Linked DNA regions of Triticum aestivum: region 2 is linked to region 1. Evidence: chromatin contacts called from public Hi-C data. All regions are on one chromosome and are shown on one strand. Each heading gives the region's core, a stretch centred on a gene start, on an enhancer-like site or on the middle of the called end of the contact. The rest is flanking DNA. Distances are from core to core; before and after follow the strand shown. Region 1 holds the start of LOC123135724 (protein LURP-one-related 15). Region 2 holds the start of LOC123135725.

What was found. Hi-C and Micro-C count contacts between places; a contact is called where the count stands out from the background.
Region 2: a contact with region 1 is called in a Hi-C map of leaf, with 3 times the contacts expected there. The contact joins the promoter of LOC123135725 here to the promoter of LOC123135724 in region 1. A contact is called at or near these places in 2 of 5 Hi-C or Micro-C datasets (both in leaf).

The regions. Positions count from the first base shown.
Region 1 is chr6B:54,533,327-54,538,750 of IWGSC CS RefSeq v2.1, reverse strand. It overlaps LOC123135724 (protein LURP-one-related 15), which reads left to right and starts at 2,177. Exons shown (of 3, transcript XM_044554910.1): 1 at 2,177-2,660; 2 at 3,549-3,776; 3 at 3,866-4,288. The coding sequence starts at 2,418. The coding sequence ends at 4,009.
Region 2 is chr6B:54,666,887-54,672,382 of IWGSC CS RefSeq v2.1, reverse strand. It overlaps LOC123135725, which reads right to left and starts at 2,307. Exons shown (of 3, transcript XM_044554911.1): 1 at 1,752-2,307; 2 at 737-1,657; 3 at 1-501. The coding sequence starts at 1,784.

The DNA.
Region 1 (5,424 bases), core at 928-3,427:
ATGGCAGGTAGCTCACAATGTTGGATTGCTAGCGCCATACCTTGCATTAGCGCATGTAGCTCCGCTTCCAACGCTTCGTTGCAGTTAAAAATGCATCGGTATGCTGAGAAGATAACGCTCCCATCATGATTCCGCATACCATTCCTACCGCAGTTGAGCCATCGGTATGTAGATAGGCACCATCAACCGATAGGGCCACCTTCCCCGGTGGTGGCTTCGGCCATGGTTGAACTATGGCCTCCGCCCGCGCCGCAGCCGGTACATCCCGCCCCAACGGCATTTTCCCTTTGATAATCTCCTCTGTCGAAAGCTTCCTGGATAGGTCTAAGGACTGCATGTAGCGAGATCGTTGTAGACACCGGAGGTACTTCCTTGCCATGAGCCACATCTGAGCGGAGAGACCAAATGCACCAGATCAACATAATTACACAATCCCTCATGAACTCATCACAGTTTGTCAACAAGTTTAGTAACCATTCCTGCCATGTGTCCTGCAGAAGTTCCTGGCGTGGTAAATTCCAAACCATCCTCATCTGTCGACAAACCGCCTGAGCATGATTGCATGTGACAAGGGCATGGAAACTGGACTCCTCCTCCCTCGCACACAGGGGGCAAGTGTCTCTTGTAGATATATGCCGATACTTCTTGCAAGAATTTGTTGCAAGTGCACCCTAGACTACTTTCCACGCCAAGATCCTCATCTTTAGGGGAACTTTGGCTGCTCAAATACACTGCAACACTGGCCGTTCCCCCGAAGGATTGTTCCTCGACGCAGGTGCCCTCTCCGAGGTGACGCCAAGAGTAGCAAGCCGGTATGCACTCCTCACCGTAAATTGTCCGCTTCTTTCCGAGAACCAGGCTATGAAGTCTTGACCATTTCTCAGTGAAGTACAGATGTTAAGAATTTCTCGTATGTCCATGTCCCAACAGTGTTCTCTCAGCCTTTGTTCATCCCAAGCACCGTGTTCATTCAAGAAATCCGCCACCCAGTTGAGTCTGCAATTACGTTCCGGTGTTATTGGCCGAAAATTATGACCCCTTGGGATCCAAGCATCTCTCCAAGTTCTTATCAGCGTCCCGTCACCCACACGTCAAATAATGCCTTTCTTTACCAGCTCAAGACCATGTACAATCCCCTTCCACTCTGCGGATGAGCTGGTTGGAAACACCGTATCCAACAGATTACCATGGGGATAATATTTTGCTCTGAGCAGTCTTGCACACAGGCTATTTGGGCAATCCAATAATCGCCAAGCCTGCTTAGCCAGCAAGGCCTGGTTGAATGCTCTCATGTCCCGAAATCCCATGCCCCCCATAGACTTGGGGACCACCATCTTCTTCCAACTAAGCCAGGCCATTTTCCTCTTGCCGTTGTCCACACCCCACCAGTACTGCCTCATCATTCGTGTCAAGTCGTCACAGACAGACGCCGGCAGTTTAAAGACACTCATCATATATGTAGGGATGGCATGTGCAACAGCTTTGATCAAAATTTCCTTGTTTCCCACAGAAACAAATTGTTCACTCCAATCAATCAACCTTGCTCGCAATCTCTCCTGAACCGTTTCAAATTGCCCTCTATGCACTCTTCCTTCTGGCACAGGTCCGGTTCCTACAATATTATGAGCTTCTACGTTCGACTCTCTTCAAACAAAAAAGATGGCTAGTAAAGGTCCGGTTCCTACAATAATCTCCTAAATGATGGACCTGTTCTTTATTCTTTTCGAAAACTTGTTTGCAATCGCATGCCCTGTCCATTCAACTAGACGGAAAACAATCCAGTAGCCCAACTTAGAGTGTGAGCTTGTCCTTATGTGTAATCGAAGAGGGGAGGTCGGCAATCAATTAATCTTGACATTGAAAACTCATTTCAGTAAATAAAACTTTTTTTACACTCGACGGAGTTTATCAAGAGAAACTTTTTTTACGAGGTTAAAGAGAGCGTTATTTCATAATGATCGGGTTACAATCTCGAGATAACAAGTCCTCAAAAAACGGAGGGGGGCCCTCACGGTGACAGGGGTATATGTTTTATCTTGTATTTGTATGAAGTAGTAATATTTTGAAGTAGGTTCGCTTAAATTTCAAAAGGCTTGACTTGACTCGCTTAGGATCACAGCCACTCGACTTGTCGTGTGGAACCTGTTGTGGCTCCACCACTTTGTGCCCTCCACCATTATTGTTCTGCCAACGGCATATACGGAGGGAGCTACACAGAAGCTCCACCGTCCCCTGTTTCCCACCCCCTCCCCTGTCCCATTCGACAAAACACGCCAAGCACGCGCACCGAATCCATCGCCGAGCAAGCGAAGCAGACACCACCTGTCCAGACCGCCGCCCACCGTCTCCCAGGAGCTCAGAGGCGCCACCAAGAACCGCACGGAAGCAGCCGGAGCAAGCGGCACGTGAGAGGATCGATGGCGATGGCCGGCGGAGCCCCGCCGGCGCCGCTGCCGGTGGTGGGGCACCAGTTCTGCGCGCCCTACGTGGTGCCGCTCACGGTGACCAAGAAGGCCCTCAGCCTCTCCGACGGCGACTTCGCCATCACGGACGCCAACGGCGCCGTCGTGCTCAAGGTCAAGGGCGCCATCTTCAGCATCCGGAGCCGCCGCACCATCCTCGACGGCGCCGGGATGCCCCTCCTCACCATGCAGGAAAAGGTCCCTTCTCCACTACAGATTTGCTCCTTTGTCTGTCTGTCCATCTCCCTCCCCGGCCTGGCGCCGCTGAAATTTCCTCGATCCGTAGACATGTCTGCAAGTTCTTTGCAGGATAAGATCGTTGACCCGTAGACATGGGTGATCTGAGTCGTTGCAAATTGGTATAGTCTTGCTATTTATTTTTATTTATTTTAGCTGGGGGAGGAATAGTCTTCTGACCTCTACATCATGCTCACGAGTCACAACCCAAATTATTGCAAAATCATTACAATGAAGTAGCACAGGAAAACGACGTGTATTAATGAAGTTGACTAATTCCAAACTTCTACTACTATTCTTCTCAGCGACTGCCTTTTCCGATGTCCCCACTTGACCTTGATGTGCGACAAGGAGTCATGGGCTTTTTGATCCAGTGTTGTTCTTGCCAGCCTGAACTATTCGGTGTGTGCAACATAGGAGCATTGGGAAATGATAACTGGGGACGTTCACTGATTAGGAGGTCCCAGGGAACGCCCTTAGAGCCATTGGATCCAGATCGTGCGGATGGCATTTTTTTAAACCGCTGGCGTTCTTTGCGTATATAGCAATTTTCACTCCTGATCATGGCAAGTCTTCTAAACTTGCCATGGCAATTTCAGTTGAAATTGCATGGCAATTTGAGCGTTCGATGCGAAAAAGCCCCCGGGGAACATTTCCCGGATATTGCGGCCCATGAGTATTTCCATTCTTTCTGTTTTGTCGCGACAAGGGGGTAGCAAAAGGAACTTTCTTGGCGAACTACATATGAAGAAACCATTAGTACAATCTGAATTTGGTGGCTTGATTTTAGACAACACATGCTGCCGTGGCTGTAGTCGTTAATTGTGGTTGTATAAATCACTTGATCAGGTGTTCAGCATGCACCACCGATGGGAGGTGTTCAGAGGGGACAGCACCAACGCAGGCGACCTGCTCTTCACCGTGAAGACAACTTCGCTGATCCAACTCAAGACGGAGATGGATGTCTTCTTGGCCGGGAACACCGCGCAGCAGGTCTGCGACTTCAAGATCAAGGGCAGCTACTTCGACAGGTCCTGTGTCTTCTACCTTGGCGACTCCAACAACATGGTAGCTCAAGTAAGTAGCCTCTGATCATGCCGTGGAGCTTCAAAACTTTCTGTTTTATCTAGCTGACAAATGTAACCAATTACAATCTGACGCTGCAGATGAGCCGTAAACTGACTGTTTCCAATGTGCTGCTGGGGAGGGACACGTTCAGTGTGACCGTGTTCCCGCACGTCGACTACGTGTTCATCGCGAGTCTTGTTGTGATCCTGGATGAGGTTCACAGGGACAAACGCGATGATTGATGAGTGAGTTATATACACTCCTGGATCCTGAGCGTTCCTGGAGTTCTACTACTGTCGTGTCATCTCAAGTTGATGTGTTGTCACTGGTCACTGGTGTTATCTGCATTTCTTGTAGCATTATGCGAGCATGGTGAACCATGCTGAATTGCGATGTCGTGGAATAATGTTTATGCACCTTACATTTGATCCCTGGCCTGCCAGTGTATCATTTGTATTTACCGCTGTGATGGATTGTTTGCTTGAGATGAAATGTTGAGCTATATATAATTCTTATTTCTCGGTCGTGCGCGATGGTCTATTGCACATGTTTAGTATTACAAACAAGGAACAAAAAATAAATTATGTTATGCAAAGTAAGGTATCGAGCGATTTAAACTAAGAAGTACCCAATAGGTTTGTTTCATATTATCACATCTTTCTAGAAAAGGAGGATCACTTCCTGCCTCTACATCATTATGATGCACACAAGCATGTATTATTAAAGTTACCAAGCACCAGTACTGAAGTACACAAATAACAAATAAAAACCCACAACCGGCGAAAATGTCACTTTTTTTAATGGGCAGCACACTACTACAAACTACAAAGAGTGCAAAAGGGAAATCAAATAGTCCTAATAAAATTGGAGGTGGCATGACTAAATATTGGTTTCTAACTATAACTATAGACACTGACAGCTAAATCGGAATACAATCATGTCTGTATTTTTTTTAAATTTGAAACTCATTTCTTGGTTAAAGATAAATCTTGCAAAGCGCCTGCAACTTATATTCCTAGACAACCTAAATCAAAGGATATATATATGATAAAATTAATTTTAATTTTCATACATTTCTATTGTAGTTTGTTTTTCTTAGCAAACTTACCATATATGTCCGATAAATCTTGCAAAGCACCTGCAACTTATACTTTTGGACAACCTAAATCAAAGTGTATATATGATAAAATTAATTTTAATTTTCATACATGTTTATTGTAGTTTGTTTCTCTTAGTAAACTTACCATATATGTCTTTATTTTATTATAGTTTTTAGAGTAGTTCACAATCAAACTCACATGAAGGGATGTTGCTAAGATAGTGCTTATTGGTGCAAATGTGTAGATAAAAATTTATTGGTAATGGTATCTCGCACAGATGGCAAACAAGCGCATTTTGCTGACAGTTTTAGTTGCAACGCATGATCAAATGATGGAAGTTTCTGCCCGTTTTTGCCTCAAATTTTCCTTTCTCCCAGAAACTGCCAGTCTGTAAAGAAACTGCCGACAAAAACTTACGCAAATGTCATCCCTCACAGCGAACATTCACCATCTATTGGGATCGAAAATTATACATATAAATTTATCATAATTTATGAGAATGTTCTTACTATGTTACCATGTTCGTATTATTAGTGTGCCATATTTTATTATATACA
Region 2 (5,496 bases), core at 1,058-3,557, 130 kb before region 1:
CCGGAAGTGAACCACGGAATGAAGATCCATTCCCAGTTCCTCTATAACATGTTGCCTCTCCTCATCAGTCCGTGGATACCTTGTCTTGGGATCCGAGTCACTACAGCACTTCCACACCATCCTGTCATGAAGAGATATCTCCTCCATGTTCACCGCAGCTACCATGACACGCCTGACGTATCGAATGAAGTTATCATCGGCTTGGAAGCCATAGATGGTGAGCTTGGCAAGATTCTTATGCTTCAAAATGGAAACAGATGGCTTCCACTCTACGTTTCTGTTGTCGCAGTAACCACTCGCCTTCCGGTGCTCCTTGTCTGTCACCATGATGCACCAATGATCCCATACTGTGATGCATAGCTCCTTCAGGACCGGTGCAGCTTCAAGAATGAACATTGTCCAAGCAATATCACATCCTTCAGGAAGGTTTTCCAGATTCACAAGCCGCAGTTTGCCAAGAACAGGCGTGAGCAGTTTCGGACATTCTGGTAGAACCCAAATCTGGGAAAGAAGAAGCATATCAAGAATAGAGTGCAAGATGCACACAAAAACAACGTTCTAGGGTAGTAGAGAAAAATCACGAAAGTCATTACTGTCACATATAACCATATCATAGCCTGGGAAAGAAGAAGCATACTAAGAATTGAGTACAAGCTGCAAATAGTTTACATTCTAGGATGGCAGAGAAGACAACGATCATATATAGTGTTGAAATAAGGCAGATGCAATTGAGTACCTTTTCACTTCGAAAATTCAGATGCAGTTCGCTTATGGAGAGGAAATTAGCAAGGAGCTGGCTCAACTCTAGACACCTGTCTGAGCAGACAGCAATTTTCGCGAGGCTTAGCTTTGAAAGCTGCGGAACGAAACCAAAAGACAGGGGCTCATCGTCGTAAGAGCACCAGTTATTATAAGTCACTTGTTGGAGTTCCGGTAGCCAGTTGAGCACAACTTTCTCGAACTTCCCATAGTCGATCTCGAGGTCAACGAGTTGAGCATGTTCTAAACACAGCACAGAACGGATCCCTGAGTCACAGTAGGACAATCGCAAAGATTTCAACCGCTTGCAAGTGGTCAGGACATTGGGGATGTCGCCTTCACCAAATCGCATATTTTGCAGCCATAGGCGCGTAAGGCCAGCGAATGCATCCAGACAATCAGCAAGGATAGTATTGAAGCACTTGGCAAAGTCGACGAGATCGGCAGGTGTGCAATCCGCGCAAGCCTTCTCCGTCATGAACTCAATTTCAGCTTTCTGGACCTTCTGGGTTGCCATGGCGTGGGCAAAAGATTTGCCAACAGAGAGAACGTCATAATGCCTCAAGACCATTCTGACATTAAGCTTGCGGATGGTGATTCCTGGGCTCCTCATCCACAAGATGTTATCAGTTATCTTAGCGACAGCGCCATTGACCCTAGCCACATCACGGATGCCAAATTCACGGGAGCTATCAGGGTCAGGGACGAGGGAACCAACATCGATAACAATCTGCGAGAGCATGGCGGGGAGCTGCAGCATTCGCTTCGAGAGGATGCAGGCTCTGAGGGCGTCAAACGTCTCCACCCTCTCCAGGATATTGAGCAGAAGATCATTGGGCAGCCTGCTAAGCCTGTCTCCGTTTGCTTTGCAAGCAGCGTCTTCGTTGCAAGTTGCTTTCTGCATTAGATTTAGCAGGGGAAAAAACAAGAAAACACTAAATCAGCCCTGGAGGATGAATCGAATCGAAGTGAAGGACAGACAAAGAACTTACGTTGCGGCCGCGGCGACCCTTCTTGTTCTTCATGGCTGATCCGCTAAAGCAAAAGAACTGGCCTTTCAGAGATGTGATTGATGTTGCTTCTTTGATGGGCGACTCCTCCCACTCCTCTGTTTATTCAGGCCGGCGGATTAATCGCCGTCTCCCCTCCAGAAGGGAGGAGATTATTAGAGGAGAGGGAGAAGGATCCCGGTTACAACTTCTCGGCACACATATTAGTAAAAATTGCTGTGTGCTTGGAAAACAAACCGAAATCAATCTCTTTTCTGCCCCGATTGCAGAAGGAAAAGGACTCTTCCGCCTCCGCCTCCGTCTCCCTTGAGATGATCCCGCAGAAAACGCAATAAGACATAATAACGCGGTCCTTCGGTCCCCTGGACTTTAGAGCCCAGGCGGCGGAGGTGGTGGCGGCTGCAAGGGCGCGGAGGAGCAGGGGGGGTTGGGTGTCGGAGGGGATGGCGGCTGCCGCCTGCAGGACCGGAGTGCGTGGGAGGAGGGGATCGAGTGGAAAGAGATGGGATCTAGGGTTAGCAGGTTTCCTATACCTTTTCTTTTTTGATTGAGGTAAAGGTTTTCTATACCTGAATTGGTCGGCGGCGCGGACACGTAGGTGCGCCAATGCAACCGACGCATTTCAGACTTGGGCGTTTTTCGGTGGCTGCTACGAATCAGCCGGATGATTTCCGTATGAAATCATCCGCCTAGCCAACCGTCCGATTGGCGCTAGCGATGTTCGATCCTAGGATTTCTGGAGCCCATCTTCGATCCACAGCGCGTCCCCCTCTACAGCGAAGGTGCATTACCTAGTCGTTAGTCCATACCCACGCCTTCTCTGAAACACAACGATGGTCCATCGAAAGCAACGGATGGCATGTGTGCCGCCGACCTCGCAGCCCTCGAGCAGCCGGAGATGCTGCATCGTAGCTCCAAAAAGACTCGCCGGCAACACGCTGTAGCACAGTGCCGAGACTCACCGGGGGCCTGCACGGCACCATGGTAGCACCGAGAGCTGCAAATAAAGTTTCAATGCAGCACCGACGACACCCGAGCGAAGCTCCACTGCAACTCCATGGGAGCAGAGCACTGTCGACGCCCGGTGAAACTCCATTGCAGCCCAACGACGCTCCATTGCAGCCCTGGTGGAGCTTCAATGCAGCCGCAACGTAGCTCCAACGTCCCCGACGATGCTCTACTTGCAGCCGCGGCGAAGCTCCATTGCAACCGCGACAAAAACTCCAACACCCCGACGGTGCTCCATTGAAGCCGCGGCGGAACTCCGATCACCCTCCATTGTCGGCCCGGCGCACTCATTGCAGCACCGGCGATGACGGTTGATGCTGCGACGCAGCAGGCGGAGGCGATGGCGAAAGCTGCGACGCAAAGCATGACAACGACGGCGGAAGCTGCCATATAGCGCGGGGATGCTGCGATGTAGCTCCGGTGGCACTTCAATGCAGCCTCGGCGGCTCGAGGATGCATCAGGCAACGGCCGACAGGCGTCACCTCCTCTGCTTCGGTGCTCCTGCTTGCTTTTTCTCTGCAGCTTGACGAAGGACAGAAGGGAAGGGGGAAAGAATGGGGTGGAGGATACGCTTCGTGTGAGAAGATAAGGTGGAATCGATTGGAGCGGTGGCGGGGCCACATCAACACGTGGTGCACAGGGAGAGCGGCTTACGGGAGAGAGTTTTCATCCGGCTTATTTTAAACGTTTTCCTTAGGAAAATCTTAATCCAAATAAAACATTTTTAAGGAATAGCTTTTATATTCCACTTAAAATTGGTGCATCATATCCGTGATCACCGGACCAGTAACAAAATCCGGGGCGTCCGAACCACAAACAGATAGTGGTGTCGCAACAAGGAAAAAAGTCAATTTTAAACCTTGAATTTGTAGAGGTCGGACGAAATGAACCCTCAAATCGAAATCCTGGTCGATTACACCGTAAACTATGTAATCCCGGTAAATCAAACCGTGGCAAATGTCAACCGGGATTCATGTGGTGGGCCGGCCCACTTTATTATTTTTTCGTTCAAAAAAATTCCAAAGGGCGCACATCCTGCTCCCCGTTGCACGGCATTCCCTAAACGGTGCCCGTTACAGGGTGTGCGCCCGTAGGCCAAAAAAGGGCGCTACCAGGATTCGAACCACCTACCTCCGCGTCAAGGACAGCTAGTTCAACCACGCGAGCACAGGGTAGGATATGGTTACGCTTTAGTTTTTCCGTCTACTATTCGTTCTTCTTCCTTTTTTTCCTTTTTAAATTACACGACCACATGTTTTTCTTTTTTCTTTTTTTTGTTGTTCTTTCTTTTTGCCTTTTCTTTTTCTTTTTCCTTTTTCTATCTTTTTCAAAATCGATGAATTTTTTTCAATTTTATGAACTTTCTTTCAAATTCGATGAAGTTTTCTTCAAAATCGATGAACTTTTTTCATATTCGGTGAACTTTCTGCAAAATTGATGAACTTTTCTCACCAAATTCCATGAACTTTTTCCAAAATAGATGAACTTTTTTTCAAATTCAATGAACTTTTTTTGAAAACCAGTGAACTTTTTAAAATTTGATGAACTATTTTCGAATTGGATGAACTTTTTTCAATATCCCAAATATGTTCAGATTTTTCAAAATTCGTTTGAATTTTCGGAAAATGTTTTCGAAATTTCAAATTTTGTTCATGTTTTCGAATTTTGTTCACGTTTCAAAAATAGTTCTATTCCAAATTTTTGTTAACCCATTGAAGAAAAATATTCACCATACATTGAAAAAATGTTCAGTATGTATAAAAAAATGTTCATCATGTATAGAAATTTTGTTCAGCATGTATTCAGAGAAAGTTCAGCATATTTAAAAAAAATGTAACTTTATGTAATACACGGTAAAATTTTATAAAATTTGCTGAAAGTTTTTGAATACATGAACTTTTTTCTAATTCGCGATTTTTTAAAACTTATTTCAGATTTTTTTTCTTTTCCAAAAAATCACGGCTTTCTAAATTGTTTGTACCAGAAGTAGTGCGGTTAGTATTGTTGTTAATATCTCGCACTATAATGAATCACTAGGCTGTAGTAGATGTACAGGTTAGGCACGCTGTGACGTAACTAAACAGCGCGAGATCCAATCCTGTTGGAAGCAGCTTTTTTGGGAGGTTTTTTCTCTGCGTGGATTTAGTTATTTTTTCGTTAAAACACACAAAATTAGCGTGCGGGGGTGGCTCGAACAGAACACCACGTTTTGCTCCACCAGGACACTACATGCCTTGTGTTCACTTGCTCCCTTTTCCCTCCTTTTCTTCTTTCTTTTCTTTTCTTTTCTTTTTCCTTTTAATTTCATTTTCTGTTTTTTTCTTCTTAAATTCGTGAACATTTTTTGAAATGGCCGATTTTTAAAAAAAAAATTGCATATTGTTTTCAAATCCCGTAATTTTTTAATGCTCAAATTATCTTATAAAGTGTATAAAAGCCGGCGGCCATCTTAGTAGCAAACAAAAAAAGAACCTTGCGAACCAGATTTTCAAAAGAAAAAAATTCATTAATTTTGAAAAAAGGGTTCACGGATTTAGAAAGTTCTATGATTTTGAAAAGAAGTTCATGGATTTTCAAAAGAAAATTCCAAGGATTTGGAAAAAAATTCACGTGCTTTCGCTGATGGCAGCGAGGAATGGGCCAGCCCATTTGGAGCTATTGTATTTCAGACGCGTAAAAAAATCAGAAAAAGTTCTGCGGGAGCGACTCGAACTATGG